2 separate regions of the Sus scrofa genome follow, and region 2 is linked to region 1. Evidence: chromatin contacts called from public HiChIP or PLAC-seq data. All regions are on one chromosome and are shown on one strand. The core of a region is the stretch at or near the end of the contact, and the rest is flanking DNA. Distances in the headings are between cores, read along the strand shown.

Region 1 (4,642 bases), core at 1,271-3,770:
GCTGACAGGATGGTTGTTAAGCTGACGGTGAAAGGTGTTAGGCAGTCAGTGTAAAGAAAGCCTCGGGCAGCTGGAAAACTAGTAAAAGGCTTGCTGGTTTCCTTTCTTCCCCAGCTGGTGGCACCGCCCTCTGCATGGTTCTTGTGGGGCTTTCCTTCCTCTGACCCAGGTTAGGATTTGGCCAAGGCCAGCCTTTCAGCAGCGCTCAGCAGTAGCCACTTCTGATTTCCCAGCTTCCTTTTTCTGAGACTTCTTGTCCACAGCTTGAGAAAAAGGAAAATGCCTCTTCCAGCCCACCCAGGCAGCACCTGGAGGCCACAGGTCATAGAGGCCGGTGGAGGGGTGGGGTGAGAATGGGGTCCTCCAGGCCTGGAGAGGAGTGCTGGGGTGTCTGATGTGGAGCTGGGACCAGCCAGCTCCCTCCGCCTGGCCCAGGCTGGCCCTCAGGCCTCTGTGCCTCTGCCTTGGCTGAGCCTGGTACGAGGTTCCCTCTTTTGCAGCAGAGAGAACCTTTCAAGAAAAGGTGGTTTGCCCTGGACCCCCAGGAGCGGAGGCTGCTCTATTACAAGAACCCACTGGTAAGAGCCACTGTCCGCCACTCTGCTCCCGCAGCCCCAGATGTTGCTCGGGACCATGGGGAAACCATGGTCTTGACAGAGAGACCCAGCAAGGGACACACCTCCACCTTCGCTGTCTCAAAGTCATTCTTGGGCCCGAAGCTAGGCTCTCCCTCGCCTTCAGGAAGTCCTTTCTGTGTGTCCCAGCTGCTGCAAATGTAGCCAAATAGGTGTTTCAGGTTTCTGGTCTCCAGGGCTCCCTCCTAACCAGGAGGCTGTGGAGCCTAGAGGTTGGAAGGGAGGCTCTAGAACTCGGCTGTCTGGGCTCTGGCTCCAGCCCTGCTGCCTTTAGGGGTGTGCCCTGGGCAGAGCACTTAGCTCTCAGAGCCCCGGTTTTCTCCTCCGCAAATAGGCTTAATAATAAATAGCACTGCCTTCCTCCGAGGCTGCCTCGAGGATTATTCTATGCGCTCCTACACGTAAAGCACGTGGACTTCCTGGGGCAGAATTGGCTCTCCGTGAACACTAAGCATCCTTTCCACAGATGCGTTGCGCGATTCTTTTAAGGTTTGAGCTTTTTCAATGCTGGGCCCACTTAGCCGCATCCTCCAGCAGAGCGCATCCCCGCCCCGCCCACGCCCTTTCCGAAAACCGAGCCGAGGGCTCCCGGGCTCCCAGGAGGCCCTCCGCCCCACGTGTGGCCTCTGATGCCCCGTGCCCTGTATTTGCAGGACGCCTTTGAGCAGGGCCAGGTATTTCTCGGGAGCAGCGAGCAGGGGTACCAGGTGTACGAAGACCTGCCCAAGGGCGTCCGGGGCAATCGCTGGAAAGCCGGCCTCACCATGGTCACCCCCCAGCGAAGGTTCGTCTTCACCTGCCCCAGCGAGAAGGAGCAGCGCGAATGGCTGGAGAGTTTTCGGGACGTCCTCTCCCGGCCCCTGACGCCCCTCAACCTCCTCCGTAAGAGGCCGGACCTGGGGGTTGTCCTTCTGGCCGAGGGTGGTGGGCGGAAAGGGGCTTCCGCACCTGGGTTCAGCCGGGAGCCCTGAAACCGGGCTCATGGCTCCGGACTGCCCTCTTTCCCTTTTCTTCTCTTCCTGCCAAAGAAAAGTTCAGACGGCGCACGTTACTGCCAGAAAACCCTCTCTGTCCCCGCCAGGTCCCTCGGCCTTTCCCCGTTAGCAGCTGGAGGAGTTTGGCCCCGGCGGCACGGGCGGTTAGCGCCCCTTTCCCACCCTGCTCCGTGCAGGAGCCGGCAGCCTCTCTGTGCCGCCGCCCCCTGTCCCTGAGTCCCTGTTCTCGTGAGAAAACCCTGGCCTGTTGTTAAGGTCACCCCCGCTGGGCAGCTCCTGGGATTTCGGATTCCTCCCCACGGAGGGAAGGCTATTTTTAGGGCCCTTTTTTCTCTGGGTCTCCCCTCCCCCACCCTGCTCCTCCCTTCACCCCAGCTGTGTCACGAGCAGGCTTCCCCATCTGCAGACGCCCCACGAAAGGAGGGGGGATGTTCGGAGCCAGAGCAGGAAGCTTCTGGCCTGGGTCTGGCTTCTGGGACGCTCGGAAGAAGTTCTGTGTCTGGAAAAGTACAGCCTGAGCAGGTGGCCCCACACGGCTCCTTGGGAGAAACCCTTGTGCCCTCTGAGTCTGACCTGTATAAACACAAACTGGCTTCATTTTCCAAAATCCCAAAGCCCAGGAGCCTCAGCAATGGCCTCGTGGTTGGTGGTGAGGCATGTCAGCTGGCGTTTTCTTTTCCCTGGGGGCCTGTGCGGCTGCATCTCTTGTCTGTTTTTCTCTGTTTGCTGCATCTCTTTGCTTTTCTCTCCTTCTCTAGTGTGTGTCCCCTCTATTACCTTTCCAGTCCGGTTTTTATTTTGTCATTGTTCCCTTGTCCCCCGCTGTCCCTTCCCTCCAGTGGGACTTCGTTGGCAGGGCCACACCTCAATCCTCTTCTTGTTCCCCTTGCAGCTGCATCAACAGAGAGTGGCTGCAGCAGGTGACCCACTGGCCACCCGGTGTACCCGGTGGGAAGGAGTTCTCCCCTCGGCTCTGGGTGCCCAGTAGGAGCGCCCCACAGTTGGCAGCTGTCATGGGCAGTGAACTCTACCAAGACCAGAGCTTTGGCCTTTATCTGCCAGCTCCTTGGGCCTCCCCACTGCCCGGCTCTGGGAACCTGGTAAATGTCCTCAAGGCCCAGGACATCTCAAATGAAGGCATTGCCATAGAAAGAACCACAGCATCAGACAAGTGGCATTCTTGCTGGAAAAAAAACAGCAAAAAAAGTTTACTATGAATCTAACCATGAACAGAGTTCCTGTTATGGCTCAGTGGTTAAGAACCTGACGTAGTGTCTGTGAGGATGTGGATTCGATCCCTGGCCTCGCTCAGTGTGTTAAGCATCCAGTGTTGCCACACCCAGCAGTGTAGGTTGCAGCTGCAGCTTGCATCCAGTGTTTTGACTATGGTGTGGGACTTGGCTGCAGCTCCAATTCACCCCCTAGCCCTGGAACTTCCATATGTCGCAGGTGTGACTGTAAAAAGAAAAGGGGAAGAAAAAAAAAAAAAGAATTTAACCATGAGGAAAGAATCAGACAAATCCACAGTAGAGAAATTCTGCAGAACAGCCGGCTGAACTCTTCAAGAATGTCAGTATCTCGAAAGATCAAGTACTCTGGAAACTGCTCTAGGTTAGGGGAGACTAAAGAGACATGGCAACAAAATGCAATTCATTGTTCTTGATTGGATCCTGGATTGAAAAAGAAACAGTTTTAGGAGTTCTCATGTGGCTCAGAAGGTTAAGGACCTGGTGGTGTCACTGCAGTGCCTTTGTCTACTGCCGTGGCATGGGTTCAGTCCTTGGCCCAGGGAACTTTTGTATGCTCTGGACGCAACCAAAAACAAACCAACCAACCAACAAACAAAAAAACAATTTGAGGGATGTGATTGAGAAAACTGGGGAAATTTAAAGAAGGATGTATATTAAGCAGTAGTTGTGAGATTGTGATGATGATGCCGTGTTTGTGTAGGAGAGTGCTCTTGTTCGTAGGGGATCCATGCTAGAGTGTTCAGGGGTAAAATGTACTCTTGTCTACAACTGACTCTTAAATGGTTCAGCAAAAGATAAGTCTTTGTATGGATGTGTGTAGAGAGTATATAGATACATAGATAGTGTGTGCGTCTATGTATGTGTGGAAGACAGGAAGCCTATGTTTACACACCGCACACACACACACACACACACGGGAGAAAGAAACTGTGCAAAATGTTAGCAACTGATGAATCTAGATGAAGTATAGCTGGATATTTACTGTCCAATTCATGCAAATTTTCTATAGGTTTTTTTTTTTGCCTCTTCTAGGGCTGCTCCCATAGCATATGGAGGTTCCCAGGCTAGGGGTCGAATTGGAGCTGTAGACGCTGGCCTACACCACAGCCACAGCAATGCAGGATCCGAGCCGCCTCTGCGACCTACACCACAGCTCATGGCAACGCCGGATCATTAACCCACTGAGCAAGGCCAGGGATCGAACCTGCAACGTCATGGTTCCTAGTCGGATTTGTTAACCACTGAGCCACGATGGGAACTCCCCTCTATAGGTTTTATAGTTTTCAAATTTAAAAGTCAGAGGGAAAAGTTCTTTTTTTAATCTTTTATTTTTTTTCATTAATCAATTAATTTATTACATCTGTAGTTGTATAATGATCATCACAATCCAGTTTCACAGGATTTCCATCCCACAACCCAAGCACATCAGAGGGAAAATTTCTTTAAAAATCTGCTTTTCATTCTTCAAAAGTTGTAGGTTTTCTACATGAATCAAAAATGTTCCTGGGAGGTGTTCCCATTATGGCTCAGCGATAATGAACCTGACTAGTATCCATGAGGACAAAGGTTCGATCCCTGGCCTCACTCAGTGGGTTAAGGATCCAGCATTGTCGTGAGCTGTGGTGTAGGTCACAGACGTGGCTTGGATCCCACAGCGTTGCTGTGGCTGCGGTGTAGGCCAACAACTGCAGCCCTGATTTGACCCCTAGCCTGGGAACTTCCAGATGCCATGGGTGCAGCCCTAAAAAGAAAAAAAAAGAAA
Region 2 (4,642 bases), core at 1,534-4,033, 140 kb before region 1:
GCCACAGCCACAGTAACACCAGATCCAGTATAATAAGAAAAAATAATTGCAAAACACTGATGGAAGGCATTTTTAAAAAAAACAAATGAATACATCATATTCATAGATTAGAACATTCAAAATTATCAACTACTCCCAAACTGATCTACAGATTCGAGGCAATCTCAATCAAAATCCCAGATTCTTTTTCTTTTTTTTTTTTAGAAGTGAACAAGCTGGAGTTCTCGTTGTGGTACAGTGGAAGAGAATCCTACTAGGAACCATGAGGTTATGGGTTCAATCCCTGGCCTCGCTCAGTGGGTTAAGGATCCAGTGTTGCTGTGAGCTGTGGTGTAGGTTCCAAAGGTGGCTTGGATCCTGTGTTGCTGTGGCTGTGGCGTAGGCTGGCAGCTGTAGCTCTGATTTGACACCTAGCCTGGGAAACTCCGCATGCCGTGGGTGCGACGCTAAAAAGCAAAAAAACAAAAAATAAAAAATGAACAAGCTGTATCTATGGAAAGGAGTTCCCTGGTGACGCAGTGAGTTAAGGATCCAGCATTGTCACTGCTGTGGCACAGGCTGGATCCCTGCCTAGGAACTTCCACATGCAATGGGTATGGCAAAAAAAAAAAAAAAAAAAAAGTTATGGAAAGATGAAGGAACTAGAATAATCAAAATCAAAATAGAATAAAGTCAGAAGAATCATATCACTTGCTATCAAGATCTACTATAAAGCTACAGCAATAAAGACAGTGTGGTTCGGGCATAGGAGACACACAGAGCAAAATAAGAGACCCCAGAAACAGATCCGCACCTATACGGTCAATCGACAAAGGTGAAAAGGCAATTCAATGGAGAGAAGATAGTCTTTTCTGCAAATAGCACTGCAACTTTTGGACATGCAGACGCAAAGCAAAACACAACTCAACCCATATTTCACACAGTGTACTAAAAGTAACTCAACAAGGGCAGAGCTTCCACCCCTACCCACTTGCATCTCTCAGGAGCGTCCTATCTTAATAAATCTCTTTCTTGCCTAAAAAAATAAAATAGGGGGCTCTTCTCCCCCCTCCCAGAAACCCTGGGAGCTGTCTGCTTTCCTTTAATAAAGACTTTGCTTGCTTGCTGCCTGTGGGTTCAGGAAGTTCATTGTTCAACTGCCGTGAACAGGAACCCAGATTCCGGTATCATCTTTTGGGGGCTCGCCCAGGAACCGATCCAATCCATCTGCGCTCATAAGGTTTAGCAGAAATCAAATGAGGCGCTGAGACATCAGTTACCGAGTAGAAACTAAAGACCTCCAACAGCAGGTGCAGGGGACGACCAAGCCAGCTCCAGCTGTCCGAACTGCCCTCTGGGACTGGATGAGCTCCTCCTCCTGGTGAAAATACCTCCTCACCACAGCCCTCACTGCAATCCGGACCCTCTTATTCAGACCCTGCATCATTAACTGTATTTCTCGTTTCATTATATCCCAGTTAAAAGCTATCAACCTTCAAAATAATAAAGGTAACTCAAAAAGACTCATAGATCTAAACATACAATTTAAAAACACAAAGCTTCTAGAAGAAAACACAGGAGGGGTTCCCTGGTGGCCTCGCAGTTAAGGATTTGGCATTGTCACTGCTGTGCCCGGAGTTTGATCCTCAGCCCAGGAACGTCTGAATGCCACAGGGGTGGCGAAGAAGAAGGAGAGAGAGAAAGATGAGAAGGAGAAGGAGAAGGAGAGGAGGAAGAAGAAGACATAGGAGAAAATATTATGACCGTGCGCTGGGCAAAGGTTTTTTAGACAAACTAAAAGCACTAGGAAAGATGATAAATTGTACGTCAATAAAACCAACCTTTGCTCTGCACAAGATACTGCTAAGAAAAAGAAAAGACAAGTCACGGGCTGGAAATTATATCTTCAAAACACATACTTAACAAAGGACTTACAATCACCAAATGTTAATAATAAGAAAACATTTTAAAGGCAACAGATCTGAAAAGATACTTCATCAATGAAGATACACAAGTGGTCAATACGCCCATGAAAAAATGTTCACATACCAAAAAAAACCCAAAACAGAGTTCCTGTCGTGGCTCAGTGGTTAACGAATCTGACTAGGAACCATGAGGTTGCGGGTTCAATCCCTGGCCTCGCTCAGTGGGTTAAGGACCCAGCGTTGCCGTGAGCTGCGGTGTAGGTCGCAGACTCGACTCAGATCTGGCATTGCTGTGGCGTAGGCTGGCGGCTACAGCTCTGATTAGACCCCTAGCCTGGGAGGGGTTCGGCCCTAAAAAGACAAAAGACAGAAAAAGGGGGGGGTTCCCGTCATAGCTCAGTGGTTAGCGAATCCGACTAGGAACCATGAGGTGGCAGGTTCGATCCCTGGCCTTGCTCAGTGGGTTAAGGATCCGGTGTTGGTGTGAGCTGTGGTGTAGGTTGCAGACACGGCTCGGATTCCATGTTTCTGTGGCTCTGGCATAGGCCAGTGGCTGCAACTCCAATTGGACCCCTAGCCTGGGAACCTCCATATGCCAAGGGAGTGGGCCAAGAAATGGAAAAAAGACAAAGAAAAAAAAAAAAAAAAGAAGAAGAAGTGGGGTCTATGTGCCCTCCCTGGGATCTGGACTCTGGGACTGGTTGAACAACAGAACATGGTAGGAACTGTCAGTTTCTCAGGCCTTGAGAAACTGACAGTTTCCACTTCCTATTTTGGGGGACACTCATTCTTGGAACAGAGCCCCTAGGCAGTGAGGAAGCCCACGCAGCCCACGGAGAGGCACCAAGAGTCAGAATCAATCTGCCGGCACGTGAGTCATCTTGGAAGTAGATCCACCATCCCCAGTCAAAGCACCCCAGCCAACACCACACAGACAGAGATGAGCTGTCCTTGCCTAACTCTGCAAATCGCAGCTGAGCTTAATAAACGACGATTGTTTTAAGCGTCTAAGTGTTGGGGTGGCTTGTTACGCGGCATTAGCTAACTGGAACACCACTTTCTGATGTTCTTGGAAAGAAAAAACTAATAATGAGAAATAACTACGAGTTCCCACTGTGGTGCAGCTGTAACAAAACCGAATGAGATCCATGAGGATGTGGGTTTGATCCCTGGCCCCACTCAGCAGGTTAAGGATTCGGCATTGCCGAGAGCTGCAGCATAGGTCCCAGATGTGGCTTGGATCTGGTGTTGCTGTGGCAATGGTGGAGGCCAGCAGCTGCAGCTCCACTTCAACCCCTAGCCTGGGAACTTCCATAGGCTGCAGGTGTAGCCCTAAAAAGAAAAAAAGAAAAAAAGAAAAAAGAAAAAAGCCAGGCTGTTGCTCCTTGATTTGCCACCTCATGTTACTTGTGAAAGTCAGGCTAGCACAGTGGCTACAGGCATAGACTCCAGGGCTAGACCACCGGGATCTGAATACTGACAAGTCACGTAGTCTCTCTTGCTCTTGTTTCTCGATGTGGAAAAAGAAGACAGCAACCTCCTAGGCTGCTAGGATTAAGGAAGGCTGTTAAAAAGGAAGTTGTTTTAAAGAAAGGAGGTGAGAGGAGTTCCTTTGTGGCACAGCAGCATTGTCACTGCAGTGGCTCAGGGTGCTACTGTGGTGCAGGTTTGATCTGTGCCCTGGGAACTTCCACATGCCTCAAGCATGACCAAAAAAAAAAAAAAAAAAAAAAGGGAGGTGGGAGAGAAGACAGTAAAAACATGATTTACAAAATAGTTAAGATCAGACATTCTAGCTGGGGGGCAACAGGATCAGCAGCATCTCCTGCGCTAGGATGCAGGTTCAGTCCCCAGCCCGGCACAGTGGCTTAAGGATCCAATGTTGCCACAGCTGCACTTATGTCACAACTGCGACTTGGATCTGATCAGATTCAGCCCCAGCCAAAAACAGGGGATGAAAAAATAATAAGATCAGGAGGAAAAATTTTTAAAGAAAAAAAAATAGTAAGATCGGGAAACTTTAGAAGCAAGGAGAGGGAAAGCAGGAACGTTCACACACGACATCAGGGGAAGGAGTTGCTAGCAGCCCTGAGCACCACAAAAGACTATTAAGAGCCATCCAGTAACAGGTTTCTTTTGGATCAACGGCGCCAAGCATTCCTGAAACTTCAGCAGAAGGAGACGGGGCTGAGCAGCGGGGCAGTGCCCACAGGAGCATGACCTCCCTTCTGACGCCCAGGCCCTCAAACATCCTCAGAAAGCTGAATAAAGTTTACCTTTCCTCAAGCAGGCCCATGTGCCACCCCCCTCATGCACGAAGGTGCTCCCTCCCCCCCAGTGACAACTTCTGCCTCAAGTGCCGATGCCTGAAATTCTTTTAAACAAGGAAAGAAAACGTTTTCATTCCACAAAGGAAAAAATGACAAAAATGCAAAGGCCTGACTATTTAATACTGAGTTCAACTACGTTTCAGTCAATCACCCTGCCAAGTAGGGCCCCCGTCAAGCATCTCTGGGGGAAAAAGGAGGAACCAATAGTTTATTGCGGACATCTAAGTGCCAGGCACAGTCTACAGACAGTAAGTAGATTTATTAAATCAATTTCTGTAATTTCCAACATCATAATCCATTAACTCAATTTCCAAAGTCATAATCCACTGACATGAAACAAATCTAGGAGTTGCCCTGTGGTGCAATGGGTTAAGGAGCTGGTATTATCACTGCTGTGGCACAGGTTCC

The links. HiChIP or PLAC-seq counts read pairs in DNA pulled down with a chosen protein or histone mark.
Region 2: an H3K27ac HiChIP or PLAC-seq map of alveolar macrophages shows a contact between it and region 1. The contact joins two enhancer-like sites. A contact is called at or near these places in 5 of 47 Hi-C or Micro-C datasets (brain, fetal heart ventricle, liver and 2 more) and 1 of 2 datasets of contacts at active chromatin or transcription factors (alveolar macrophages).

What each region holds. Positions count from the first base shown.
Region 1 is chr12:42,818,984-42,823,625 of Sscrofa11.1, reverse strand. It overlaps ADAP2 (ArfGAP with dual PH domains 2), which reads left to right. Exons shown (of 12, transcript NM_001195323.1): 10 at 501-578; 11 at 1,289-1,517; 12 at 2,523-3,119. The coding sequence ends at 2,554. Among named protein-coding and RNA genes, the nearest start is that of RNF135, 12 kb to the right of the region's middle. Within about 2 kb of position 2,520, at least 19 of the 83 cell types and tissues checked have an H3K27ac peak or open chromatin away from gene starts, as enhancers often do. A contact at or near this core is called in alveolar macrophages, where this site is marked.
Region 2 is chr12:42,960,667-42,965,308 of Sscrofa11.1, reverse strand. The region is part of intron 6 of CRLF3 (cytokine receptor like factor 3); the gene reads right to left. Among named protein-coding and RNA genes, the nearest start is that of CRLF3, 30 kb to the right of the region's middle. Within about 2 kb of position 2,783, at least 5 of the 83 cell types and tissues checked have an H3K27ac peak or open chromatin away from gene starts, as enhancers often do. A contact at or near this core is called in alveolar macrophages, where this site is marked.